Regions from separate parts of the Sus scrofa genome. Here region 2 is linked to region 1. The links are chromatin contacts, called in public HiChIP or PLAC-seq maps. All regions are on one chromosome and are shown on one strand. Each heading gives the region's core, a stretch centred on a gene start, on an enhancer-like site or on the middle of the called end of the contact. The rest is flanking DNA. Distances are from core to core; before and after follow the strand shown. Region 1 overlaps ABCC1 (multidrug resistance-associated protein 1). Region 2 has its middle 21 kb from the start of ABCC1.

Region 1 (6,410 bases), core at 646-3,145:
CCTGGGGCTTGAGTCATGCAAGACTTTGGCTTTGGTACTGAGTAAAATAGAATGATTTTGGAGAGGTGATTTTTTTTTTTTTTTTTTTTTTTTTGGTCTTTTTTAGAGCCGCACCTGAGGCACATGGAGGTTCCCAGGCTAGGGGTTGAATCGAAGCAGTAGCTGCCGGACACAGCCACAGCATCGTGGGCTCTGAGCCTCGTCTGGGACCTACACCACAGCTCACAGCAACTCCAGATCCTTAACCCAGTGAGCGAGGCCAGGGATCGAACCTGTGTCCTCGTGGATGCTAGTCCGATTTACTTCCACTGAGCTGTGACAGTAATTCCCTGATTTTTTTTTACTTCATTATTTTTATTGAGATAATAATCTGCCATTTTTATAGGTACAATTCCATGGTGTTTAGTATATTCACATGGTTGTGCAACCATCCCCACTGTGTGTCATTCCAGAACATTTTCATCACCCCAAAAGGAAGCCCTGTAGCTGCTGGCACTCCCCATTCCCCCCCCACCCCGATTCCTCTAGCCCTGTGCACCCCCTATGCTGCTTTCTGCCTCTGTAGCTTTGCCTGCTCTGGACATTCCGTGTACGTGGGATCATGTAACGTGTAGCCTTTGCATCTGTCTCCTTTCATTTAGCATCCGGTCCTCGGGATCTGTCCTTGTCACAGCGGGTGTCAGCACCTCATGCCTTTTTATGGCTGAATCCTGGTCCTTCATATGGACGTGTTTAGAGAGTTTTCACGGAAGGGAGGCTCTGGGAAAGAGGCAAGTGCGTCATAGCTTCTTGGAAGAGGGGAGCCAGTATGTGCAGCCATCCTGGGCATCAGGTGTCAGTGGCTTTTTGAGCACCTGACCTCCCTCTTGGCCGCGGAGCCTGGAAAAACTTCTGAGCCTTCACTCAGGGTCCCCTAGCTCGTTAATGTCAGAACCTGAACAGGAACCAGCAGATCTGCTTTCCAGCGCCTCACTTTTGCAGCCCCGTTAATAGATTCTTTGGAAAAGTAGCCCAAGGAGTTTGGACCTGAAACAAGAAATAAAGCAGCTGCCCTCTACTGCATTTTACTGTGCCCGGGGCACGGGGCTAAGCACTTGACAGAAGGGCCTGATTCCTTGCTGCCAGCAGCCCTGCAAACGCATATCATGATCCCCATTTTACAGATGGGCAGACAGAGCCTCCCCTGGAGAACGAGGTGATCACACGGCTGGTAAGCAGGCAGAGCTTATGGTTTTCCTTTTTAAGAGAGATGACCTGCTAACAGGTAACAAAGGAATGAGGCAGCTAGTCTGTGTTCCTGTGTCACTGAGGATAGAGCCGAATAAGACAGAGTCCCTGCCTTTGCAGACTCTACATCTCTGCACGAGATACACACTAGACCACAGCCACATCTCTTTACATCTCTGCACTGAAAATACCCTAGACCACAGCCACACCAGACTCTTGGCCACACCAGCATCTCCTGCTCTCAGGCTGTCTTTTCTGAGCTCCAAAAGAAGGTTCTGGGAAGTTCCCTTGTGGCTCAGCTGGTGAAAGATCTGGCATTGCCTCAGCCATGGTGCAGGTTCCAGCTATGGGGCGAGTTTGATCCTTGCCCTGGGTACTTCCACATGATGCAGATGCAGCCAAAAAAAAGGAAAAGAAAAAGCATTCTGGGCAGTTTGTTTCCTGAGGGAAAACCTGAAATGGTTCTTGAAGCCTGGGGCTGACAGAGGATGGAGGCCTTTGGCCGTCTGCTGGGGTCCAAGGTTTTCCAGATGGCGTTGGCCTGTGTGCCAGATGATCTGAGGGATGTTGTTTGCCTCTCTGTTTACAGCTGGCACCGCCCTGTCCCCAGCGGTGACAGGACACGGAGAGCCATCTGTTCATCTTTTACTTCCCTCCTAAGCCAGGCAGACTGGCCCTGGATTATTCAGGGGTGCTTCCTTTTTTCCTGGCGAGGGAAATGAGGGCCACTGTCTCACCCAAACCCCAGTTCCAGTTGCCTGGTAGGGAAACCCCAGGACTACTACAAGGGCTTAGGGAAAGTCCAGCTTCGTGGAGAAGGGAACAGCCTTTGAAGCACCCTTGGCTATGTGTTTCCTTTTTAAATTTTTATTATTTTTTAACATTTTATTTTTAATTTTATTTTTTTGTTTTTAAGAGCTGTACGCACGACATAAGGAAGTTCTCAGGCTAGGGGTCCAATCAGAGCTACAGCTGCCAGCCTACTCACAGCCACAGCAACGCCAGATCTGAGCCGCGTCTGCGACCTACACCACAGCTCACGGCAATGCCGACTCCTTAACCCACTAAGCAAGGCCAGGAATGGAACCTGCATCCTCATGGATCCTGGTCGGATTTGTTACTGCTGAGCCCCGATCGGAACTGCAGGTTTCCTTTTTTGAAACCATGTGTTCCTTTCCTGGGGGTATAAAACCATATGCTCCGAGCTGGAAGGAGCTCTGAACGGTGGCGTGCGTCCTCCACCCCCACCTCACAGACGAGATGTCGGAGGCACAGGGAGAGGAGGTGACTCATCCAAGGTCTCAGTCTGTGTTTCCCGTGTCCCTGAGGATATGGCCAAATGAGGCAGAGTCCCTGCCTTTGTAGACTCAACATCTCTGCACGAGACAGGCAGTAAATACCTATGATCTTACACTGGAAGGCAGTGACAGACGCTGGGCAGAAAGGCACAGCAGGAGAGAGGGATGGAGCGGAGAGCAGGGCTGTTGTGGGCAGGGCAGCCTCTCGGAAGGGGGAGTAACCAGCCCCCATCTGGATGGGAAGGTGGTTTCGGGCGGAGGGAACTGCATGGATGAAGGCCCGGAGGTGGGCTCACATTTGGTGGTTGGGGGACCTGAGAATGGCTGTCTGGTCTCCCACGGAGAATGTGGGTGGGAGAGGCCAGGACTTTTGGCTCCTGATCGTTGATTATCTAGTTTGTCCTCCAGGTGCTTAGTGAGCACCCGCTGTGTGCTAAGACACCGCCTCGGCGTCTCTGCCTCTCCCAGTGGCCAGTCCTCGGCCCCTGCAGCTCACTGTCTGGGCGCGTGTCACAGCCCCTGTGCCCATGACTCTGACTCGGCGTTCTGCTTGCAGGTGGCCCTGTGTACATTCGCCGTCTACGTGACCATTGACAAGAACAACATCCTGGATGCCCAGAAAGCCTTCGTGTCCTTGGCCTTGTTCAACATCCTCCGTTTCCCCCTGAATATTCTCCCCATGGTCATCAGCAGCATCGTGCAGGTACCCACGAAGCTGGGGGGGCTTCAGGGCGGGGCGCTAGGGAAACAAAGCAAAAGGACATGAACCCCGCCCCCCCATGCAGCTCCCTGTGCGACCCGTCCATTGTGCCCCGGGGGGTCTCCTTGAGGCCTCTGCGGTTTTCTGGTCCTGCCCCAGAGACGCAAATACCTTTTACTTCTTGACACGCACTCGAGGGTATGAAACGGAAGTTGCTGTGACGGGCTTTCATGAGCCCTGCAGGATTCTTTCTGAAACATTTGAGCCGCTTCTTTTCTAATCAAGTCTGTTCCATGCTCCCCAGCCTTGTCCTGTTTCTTTAAAAAATGCATCTCATGGAGTTCCTGTTGTGGCTCAGTGGGTTAAGAACCCAGCTAGTATCCACGAGGATACAGGTTTGATCTCTGGCCTCTTTCAATGAGTTAAGGATCCGGCGTTGCCGAGTAGGTGACAGACACGGCTCAGATCCCGAGTTCCTGTGGCTGTGGCGTGGGCCAGAGGCTGCAGCTCCGATTTGACCCCTAGGCGGGGAACCTTCATATGCCACGGGTGTGGCTGTAAAAAGAAAAAAAAAAGTGCAGCTTTTGACCCACTGAATTGGTTTTGCAACCCACCTGTAGGCCTCAGCCCCCCGATTTGAACAACCCCAACTAGACCCCCAGGAGTCCCCCATCTGTTCAAAGATTCCATAAGGCACAGAAACCGCTCAGTCACACTTGCACCCTGTCTTTCCTGCCACCACCACTACCAACATTTTTCACACCTTTCTCCGCAGCCTTGCACGCGTTCATGTGAAAACCCTATTTTCAGCCACAGACAGATCAGCCTGAAGATTTGGTGGTACAGCCCCAGTTATAGGCTTTTTTAAAAAAAAATCTAATAAAACCCCTTCTTATTATGAACAAGTTCAAACGGTAACACCCTGCGCCCGCTCTGCAGGTGCCACGTTTTGTCGCGGTTACTTCATCTGACCCTTCCTCTGCCCTCCTCCCTCCCTCCCTCCATTCCCTCCTTTCTTTGCGGAAGAATTTGAAAGCACATCCCAGACCCCTTGGTGTTGCACCTTCAAATACTTCAGCAGGCATTTCTTCTTCCATTAAGTCGTACCACCATTCTGATACCTCGCAAAGTGAACAGTAATCTCTTAAAATCCTCCACATTCGAGTTTGCTTTGCTTTGCACGGACATGTCTTTACGGCTGGGCTGTTTGAATTAAGGACATTTTGCTTTGTTTTTAAATTTACTCCTGTTGGACTCCGGTTGATATCACGTTCCCTGCGTGCAGCATGGCCTGGATGCGTGGGGGTATCGTTGTCACTGTTCACCACGCCTTCGTCTCATCCTGAGATGATGATTCTTAGCATTATTATTTTGGTAGGCAAGAAATACATTTATTAGGATAGGACGCTTGTGAGAGGTGCAGGCGGGCAGGCACGGAGGCTCTGCCCGCAGGATCCATATTCTTTCTTTCTTGGGGTGGGAACCATTAAGCTGCAGTCTCTTGGCAGCTTGGAAGTTTATTATCCAGCATTGTTGCCCGTGACCACTGGCTGTGTATTCAGTCTCCAGGACACGCTTATCTCCTAGTTGCAAGTGTGTCTTTGCCGGGCCGTTGCCTCCGATGGTTTCTGAAGTCCCTTGTCAGCCAGGACAGCCTCCTGCCCTCCTTTTTACTACTGTCCGTGGGCTTATAAAATAGAACAAGCAAGAACTGAAACCCGTTTTTTTTTTTATTCTGAGGCGTCTGCTGGGTGTGTAGGAAAGGCAGAACCTTCAGATGCGAGGGAGGATGTGGGCCCCTCCGCACGCAGGGGAAACCACTGTGACTTGGCCTCGTCTGTTTTGCAAACACGTGTTTAAAAATAACTACACCCTGTCACCCCTCTCTGTGTAGGCGAGTGTCTCCCTCAAGCGCCTCAGGATCTTCCTCTCCCACGAGGAACTGGAGCCTGACAGCATCCAGCGCCTGCCCATCAAAGACGGTGTGTCCTGGGGGGGGGCGGGGGGGAGGCCGGGGCCAGGGTCTCACCCAGCCCTTCCCAGAGGGCGAACTTGCACTTTTGTTTTCTTGCTTTCTGAGAGGCAGGCCCTAAGTGAGGCCCACCCCGAGGGCCCAGTTCCAGGGGTTCAAGGGCTTGATTCCATCCTGGGCATATCAAGCATGTGGGAGACCGACCAGTCCCTGCCCCCACTAGCTGTGCATCTTCGGGTGGATCTCGGCCCTGCTCTGAACCTTGCTCCCCCTGCCCTGCCTGCCCCCACCCCCAGCAGCAGAAATGAAGGTATCCTTGTTGGCTGGGTGTCATACCGATTTTTATTGGTAGATTTGTTTATTTTGTAGCTCTAACTTATCCTTTCCCAGTCGACCCTGCAGAGCAGGGATCTCCAGGCACTGAATAATAAAACTTAGTAGTGCTAAGAGGAGGGACCACTTGTGCAGAAGTGACACTCCTGCCATGCACGTCCTAGGGACAGCACTGTCCTCAGCCATCTGTTGTTCACCGCAGCTTGAGGGAACTGTGGATGCCTCTGTCTGCAGAGGAAGAAACTCTGCTGAGTAACTGTGCAGCCACTGGGAGGTGGAGTCAGGATCAGGATCGAAACCCACAGTATCAACCCCTTGTACACCTCTCTGCACTGAGATTTATTGAGCACCTATTGTGTGCCAGTCATTGTTCTAAGGGAGTTTCCATCCTGGCTCAGTGGTTAGTGAACCCGAATAGTATCCTTGAGGATGCAGGTTTGCTCCCTGGCCTCCCTCATTGGGTTAAGGATCCAGCGTTGCCGTGAGCTGGGGTGTAGGTCACGGACTTGGCTTGGATCCCACGTTGCTGTGGCTGTGGTGATTCGACCCCTAGCCTGGGAACCTCCATGTGCAGCCCTAAAAAGCAAAAAAAAAAAAAAAACCCAAAAAACCTCATCGTTCCAAGGACTCTGTTCTGCCTCATTTACTCCTCATCACAGATCTAAGGGGTGATCCCATAATCCATCCTGTTTTACAGATGAGGAAAGTGAGGCACAGAGAGGTTAGGTAACGTGCCTGTGGCTCCAGCTCAGAAGCGGGCAGCCCCAGTAGCTGTGGTCAGAGGAATGACGGTGTGTGTACACGGGTTTTATTTTTATTTTTATTTTTTGTCTTTTTAGGGCTGCATCCGCACCACATGGAGGTTCCCAGGCTAGGGGTC
Region 2 (6,736 bases), core at 618-3,117, 77 kb before region 1:
GCGAGGCTGGGGATTGAACCTGCCTCCTCATGGATCCTAGTTGGGTTTGTTATTGCTGAGCTACAATAGGAGCTCTCTCACGTGCGTGCAGCTTAACAACCCTCTCAGACGGCTTAACGCCTGGGTGGCCAGTGCCTGCCTGTCTCCATGGGCGGCCTCTCCACACCCGGAGATGTCCCCTGGCTTCGGTTTGGGACAGCTGGGTCATTTTCAGCAGGAGCCCCTGCCACTGTGTGCACTCAGACCTTGCGTGCCTGGGAGCTTCCTGGTTGTCACTCTGAATTGCCCAGCCCGTGAGAATTGTTCCTTTTCTTGCTGTTTGAGTTATTTCCTTTGGACCTCTGCCCATAACGATTGTCGAGTCACAGGCGGTGACAGAGTCTGGCTTTCCTTTTCACGTTTCTGGTTTCTGGGCTGCTCTTCTGCTTGGTTTCTTCACCCCTCCTTTCATCTGCTGAACAAGTTGTTAAAGAGCGCCTCCTGTACGAGGCACTGAAAGGATGAGATCCTGCTTTGGGGTGATTGCAGGTGGGAGGGAAAGAGCAGCGCTTAGAAATCAACAGGAAGTGGTTGACGGCGCTGACGTGGAGGGAGTTTCCTAGGCGCCGAGGACTGTTCTCAACTAGAAATACTAGGGATTCCATCCCAGCAGGACTGGAGTCAGGGCTGTTGGGGAAATGGAGGCAGAGAGAGGTGATGTCACCCAGCTGGTAGATGGCAGGGTTGGCTTCAAAGCCCCGCCGTCTGACTCGAGTCTGGGCGGTAATCCCTGCCCCAGCTGCGCCGTAAACATAGAGGCGCCGAAGGAAACAGGCAGGATTTGGTCTTGGGTGAAGGACGGGAAAGGGAGGCCCTTGAGCCGGGATGGCCTTTCTCCTCCCGCATCACTGGGTGGGTGAGAAGGAGCTGGCCAGGCCAAGGGCATTCCAGATCCGGAACAGTGGGCGGGAGGCCCTGGGATGGGAACCAGCTGGGTAAGATTGTAGAACAATGGGCAGGCCATGGCATCCTGGAGCATCAGAGGTCGGGAGAGAGTGTCGTGGGCCAGAGCGGGGGCCCGACCGTGCCCTTCAGGGTCTGGTAAGCCTGATGATGGTCACTGACACTCATGGGGCTCGTGAGCTCCCGGCCCTGAACAAAACCCTTGCCATTTAATCCTCAGAACAACCCTGTGAGGCTGATGGACTCTTATCACCCCCATTTTACAGGTGGGAAAACTGAGGCCCCAGGTCCTACAGCGCTTATGTAGCAGAGCTGGGAAGGGATTCCAGCTGTTTGGCCGAGAGTCAAGCCTCCCAGGGGTGGCGCCACCTGCACTGTGATGGGAGTGTCCCTGGTCGTCCCCGTGGCTGCCCGTTTGACAGGAGCCCTCGTGGGGGCTTCGGGGTCAGTGGCGGTGGAGTCTTTTCCCACAGAGCATGTCGAATGGCTTTGGCTAAACCTGCAGACAAAATAGATGAAAGTCTCCTGGGAGGGGCTTCAGCATTGGGGCACATGGCTTTATGAGCTGTTATCCTCACGAGGGGGTGGTGACAACAGCAACAACAGTGGTGGCAGTAATAAAATAGATGTAGCAGCCGCAAGCTCAGCCCCCAGCGGCCATCCCCTCCCCTCAACACGGAGTGGTAATAGTCCAGTGAGTGATGAGAGACTCCAAGTCAGAGAGGCGGAGGGACACCCCCAAGGCTACACAGCCAGGATGCCGTGGTGATAGGGTTCAAGCCCAGGCTGTCTACGCCGAAGCGTGTGCCTTAGACCTCCAAATCATGACCCTCGCTGCAGTAGTGCCAGCTCCCGGGCCATCTCCACCTGCTGCCGCCCTGCACGGGTGGGGAGCCCAGAGTCTGGATTTCAGTTAGAGGAGGAGACCTTGGGGTGGTGGGCCAGCAGGAACACTCCTTGAGTTGGGAGGCTCTGGAGCAGGGGACCGGGGCACGGTGTCACCTGGGGATTTTTTTTGAGGATGAGGTGGCTTTCCCAATTTCCTGTTCTGGGCTGTATTCAAAAGAAGGGATCGAGAGGAGGAAGCCAGGAATTTTCCCTCTGGGTTTCACAGTCTGCACTCCCCTCTCCGGAGCTTTTGCAGCAGGAGCGGGAGGCAGCACCTTGCTGGTGGGCGTCATCCCGGTGAAGCTCCGTTTTGTTTTGCTGAGTAACTCATTCAGGCCCAGCCTGTCCTCCCAGTGACTGTTTGTCAGCCGGTCCCTTTGTTCCACTTCTTGACATCCTTGCATGCCCTGAGCTGGTCCATCGGCCGCCGCCCGTCCTGCTGTGCGCTGTCCTGGAACGCCGTCCCCGCTGATTTCCACGTTGGCAAATCACGGCTGCCTCCCCTTCGACTTCTCCTACGTCAGAAGCCTGCTCTGGGTTCCCAGGTGGAGATAACAACTATGACAGTCACTTTCAAAAATAGAGTGGCCGCTGGCGAGCTGTCTGTTGTCACATATGTATTTTCTCAGGGAGGCAGGACCTGCAGCAGTGAGCCAGCCTGCGTTGAATTTTCTGGCCTCTAGGCTCTGCCACCTTGGGCAAGTTTCTTTGCCTCTCTGTGCCCTGCTTGCTTCTGTGCAAAGGGAACCATAGGAGCCGCTTCAAAGGGTTGGGGGTGAAGATGAAATAGTGTAATGTGTGGATTTAGTCTTCAAGATGATTTTGAAAAACCAGGTAGTATTGTCCTTGCCGTGGGGGTGAGGAAGCTGAGTTTTATTCCTGTTTGCTCTATGAATTAACCTTTCTCTGTTTTCTAGAAACATCTTAGCATTTATATGTCTGTCTTCAGTGGTACCTAGTGCTTTCAAAATCTCTTAGCCTGGAGTTCCTGTTGTGGAGCAGTGGAAATGAATCTGACTAGGAACGAGGAGGTTGTGGGTTCAATCCTTGGCCTTGCTCAGTGGGTTAAGGATCTGGTGTTGCTGTGAGCTGTGGTGTAGGTCAGAGACACAGCTTGGATCCTGCGTGGCTGTGTCTGTGGCGTAGGCCAGCAGCTGCAGCTCTGATTGGACCCCTAGCCTGGGAACCTCCATGTGATGTGGGTGTGGACCTAAAAAGACAAAGGACACACAAAAAAATCTTTTAGCTCTTTGTGTACCCATCCACCTTCTGCACAAAGTTCTAAGCTTCTCGAGGGCAGGATACAGATGTGGATGTTTCTGGTTCACTCCTGTTACAAAGTGGGGCTTAGTAAACGTGTCGAATGAGTGGATGGGCAGGTGGACAGGTCTTGAGAGTCACTAGGTATTGGTGGCAGCAGTGGGACCAGATGGAAGAACTGTTAAGACAGTGGGTCAAGGGAGTTCCTGTTGTGGCTCAGCAGGTTACGAACCTCATTAGTATCCATGAAGATGCAGGTTCAATCCCTGGCTTCGCTCAGTGGGTTAAGGATCTGGTGCTGCTGTGAACTGTGGCATAGGTCGCAGATGTGGCTTGGATCCACCATTGCTATGGCTGTGGTGTGGGCTGGCAGCTACAGCTCTGATTTGACCCTTGACCTGGGAACTTCCATATGCCACAGATGCGGCCCTAAAAAGCAAAAAAAAAAAAAAAAAAAAAAAAAAGACAGTGGATCAAAACCAGGGCAATTTGGCCTCTAGGGGACATTGACACTGTCTAGAGACATTTTTATTATTTTGACCAGGGGTGGAGGGAGGGAGGCGGGACCAAGGATACTTCTGGCTTCTGGTGGGTGGAGCCCAGGGATGTGGCCAGACTTCCTACCATGCAAACGACAGCCCCATAAATAGAATTAAATGGCCCCAGATGCCACTGGTGCCAAGATGAGAAACCTTGGGTTAAGGGAACAGATAATCTAGTTATAAGCAAGATAGCAATGGGAAAAGACATTGCATTAAATTTTTTTTTAAACAAACAAGTTCCATCTAGATGTATCCTTTTACTGAGGTAATGTAGTGGAATTTATGTATATGTATTAATTTTTTTCGAAGAGTGTTCGTATTTTTTTGGTGGCATGTGAAAGTTCCTAGGCCAGGGATTGAACTTGCACCACAGCAGTGACAACACCCGATCCTTAACTGCTAGGCCACCAGGAAACTCTGAAGAGTGTTAGGTTTTAAGGACAGCATATGTAAAGTGAAAATTTCACATAGTCAGAATGACCCCGGGTCATCTTCATTTTCTTAAATTTAACTTAATTTAATTTTCACCATTTATTTTGTTAAAGTCAGGCAGGGTGATCTATTGAGAGGTAAATGGTAGGTGTTGACCATGAGATCTGTACACATTTTCCTCGGGGAACGGCAAGATAAAAGCCATAGGCAATGCCCTGCCTGAAATCTGGCTGTGCAGAACGAGCGTTCCACAGCTGAGCTATGACCGAGGGTGACCTGTCAGCCATCACCCAGGAATGCCAAGGGCAAAGCGTAGCGCCAGACTCTTTTTATATGCAATAGTGTTACTATATACAAAGGTATGCACATCGACTGACTGCATTTTTATTTTTTTAAAATAGCTTTATTTAAAGAGACATAATTCACATGCCCAGTAATTCACCCTTTTGAAAGGTCCAGTTTGTCAGCGTTATGGTCACAGAGTGGGACGTCCATCACCCCAGTCGATTTTGGAACATTTCATCCCTCCATTGGTCTACCTCTGTGTCCTTAAAACCCGGCAGGGTGCGTGCCTGGCAGGGTCACCCTGTTAGCTGCATCCAGTTACAGTTTGCTGAGACTCATTCTGGTGCCTGCTCACAGATTCCACAGGTCCTTGCAGAGTGCCTGCCATGTGCCAGGAACCACAGCAGCGGGGGTGGGGGGTGGGACGCAGAGACATCGAGGAACCAAACCCGGGCGTTCACTACGCTCGGGGAACCGACGGTCTGGGGCGAGGGTGGGATGCAGAAAAGATCACATGCAAACTTAGTAGCTTCAGATTATGCCTCATGAAATTGCCAGCATTCAGTGATTCTTGACCTATATCCAGAGTTGGCAAACTTTTCCTGCAAAGGGCCAGGTTGTAAATATTTTAGACTTTGCAGGCCAAGAGGCAGAATTGAGCCACACCCTTGGCAAAAGGCTCATGGTCTCTTTTTACATTTTAAATTCAAAAAAATGTGGGCTCCATCCCTAGTCCGAGGGTTATACAAAAATAGGCGCAGGCCAGATGCAGCGCATGGGTGGTAGTTTGCCAAGCCCTGACCATCGCAGATGTAATTCATATGGTGCATCTAAGTTATGTATTATATGTAATGGTTTCTGTACTCTATCTCCTATTCCATGACATATCTAATGTAAATAAGATAATATCACATTGACAAATACATCTGAAATATTTAAAAAAATTTTCCTCATTAAAATATAATTGATTTAGAGTGTTCCTTCAGGTTCTGCTCTACAGCAGAGGCCCAGCCATACATATATTTGTGTACATTCTTTTTTTTTTTTTTTTAAACATACTATTCTTCCATCGTGTTCTGACCCAAGAGACTGGATGCAGTTCCCTGTGCTGTGCAGAGGGACCCCATTACTCATCTGTTCTAAATGTAATAGTTTGCATCTACCAACCCCAAACTCCATCCCCTCTCTCCCCGCTCCTCCCTGGCAAACACAAGTCTGTTCTCCATGTCCACGATCTGTTTCTGTTTTGGAGATAGATCGTTTGTGCCATGTTTTTGATTCCACGTGTAAGTGATATCATATGGTATTTGTCTTTCTCTTTCTGACTTCACTTAGTATGATAATCTCTAGTTCTATCCATGTTGCTTCAAATGGCATTGTTTTGTCCTTTTTATGGCTGCGTAGTATTCCATTGTATATATGTACCACATTTTTAAAAATCCATTTGTCTGTCGTGGACATTTGGGTTGTTTCCATGTCTTGACTATTGTGAATAGTGCTGCAGTGAACATAGGGGTGCATGTATCTTTTTGAATGAAAGTTTTGTCTGGATATATGACCAGGATGAAAGAAACATTTAATGACAGAGTATGGAGGGTGCCCTGGAGGAAACCTGCAGAGGAACGTAAGGTGGTTAATTGAAGGATCTGATGTGTTTAAGCAGGGCTCAGGGAGTTGGGCAGGCCTCCCTGAGGAAGGGATGTTTCAGCTGAGAATCAAAGGATGCCTCTAAGCTGAAGTCAGGGCAGCAAGGGAGAAGGGCTCCCAGCAGAGGCTATGGCCATGCAAAGGCCCTGCGGCATAGGGTGGTCCAAGAGCAGTGAGCCAGGGGCTGGACCCAGAGGCCACAGTACAGAGTTTCAGGCAGAGTGTGATGGGATCAGGGTTGCAAGTGGAAACCATCCATACTCTTGGCTGCTCTGTGGAGATTGGCCTGGAGGGGATGGGACAGCCTGTTAGGAGACTGGGGTGGAAAAAGCATTTGGCAGGTGAGGAATGAATCATATCAACCCCATAATTTTTTTGGAGGGGTTTCTTTTTAGGGCCCACTTGAGGCATATGGAAGTTCCGGGCTAGGGGTCGAATTGGAGCTGCAGCTGTCAGCCTACACCACGGCAACTTGGGATCCAAGGTGTGTCTGTGACCTATACCACAGCTCACAGCAATGCTGGATCCTTAACCCACTGAGCGAGGCCAGGGGTTGAACCTGCGTCCTCATGGATACTCGTTGGATTCATTACCATGAGCCACAGTGGGTACTCCATCCCACATCATCTAATGGTGCTTTTTTTCTTTTACTATTTCAAATTAGGATTCAAAAGGATTTTGTATTTATCAAAGGCTGTGGCCCTGTCCTGTTCCAGCAAACCTGTACACCCCCATTTCCT

The links. HiChIP or PLAC-seq counts read pairs in DNA pulled down with a chosen protein or histone mark.
Region 2: a contact with region 1 is called in an H3K27ac HiChIP or PLAC-seq map of skeletal muscle. The contact joins two enhancer-like sites. A contact is called at or near these places in 7 of 47 Hi-C or Micro-C datasets (alveolar macrophages, epiblast stem cells, fetal heart ventricle and 3 more) and 2 of 2 datasets of contacts at active chromatin or transcription factors (alveolar macrophages and skeletal muscle).

Annotation. Positions count from the first base shown.
Region 1 is chr3:28,414,251-28,420,660 of Sscrofa11.1, reverse strand. It overlaps ABCC1 (multidrug resistance-associated protein 1), which reads left to right. Exons shown (of 30, transcript XM_021086560.1): 12 at 3,082-3,228; 13 at 5,120-5,207. Among named protein-coding and RNA genes, the nearest start is that of MIR7135, 45 kb to the right of the region's middle. Within about 2 kb of position 1,895, at least 17 of the 83 cell types and tissues checked have an H3K27ac peak or open chromatin away from gene starts, as enhancers often do. A contact at or near this core is called in retroperitoneal adipose tissue and skeletal muscle, where this site is marked.
Region 2 is chr3:28,490,897-28,497,632 of Sscrofa11.1, reverse strand. No RefSeq gene overlaps it. Among named protein-coding and RNA genes, the nearest start is that of ABCC1, 21 kb to the right of the region's middle. Within about 2 kb of position 1,867, at least 20 of the 83 cell types and tissues checked have an H3K27ac peak or open chromatin away from gene starts, as enhancers often do. A contact at or near this core is called in retroperitoneal adipose tissue and skeletal muscle, where this site is marked.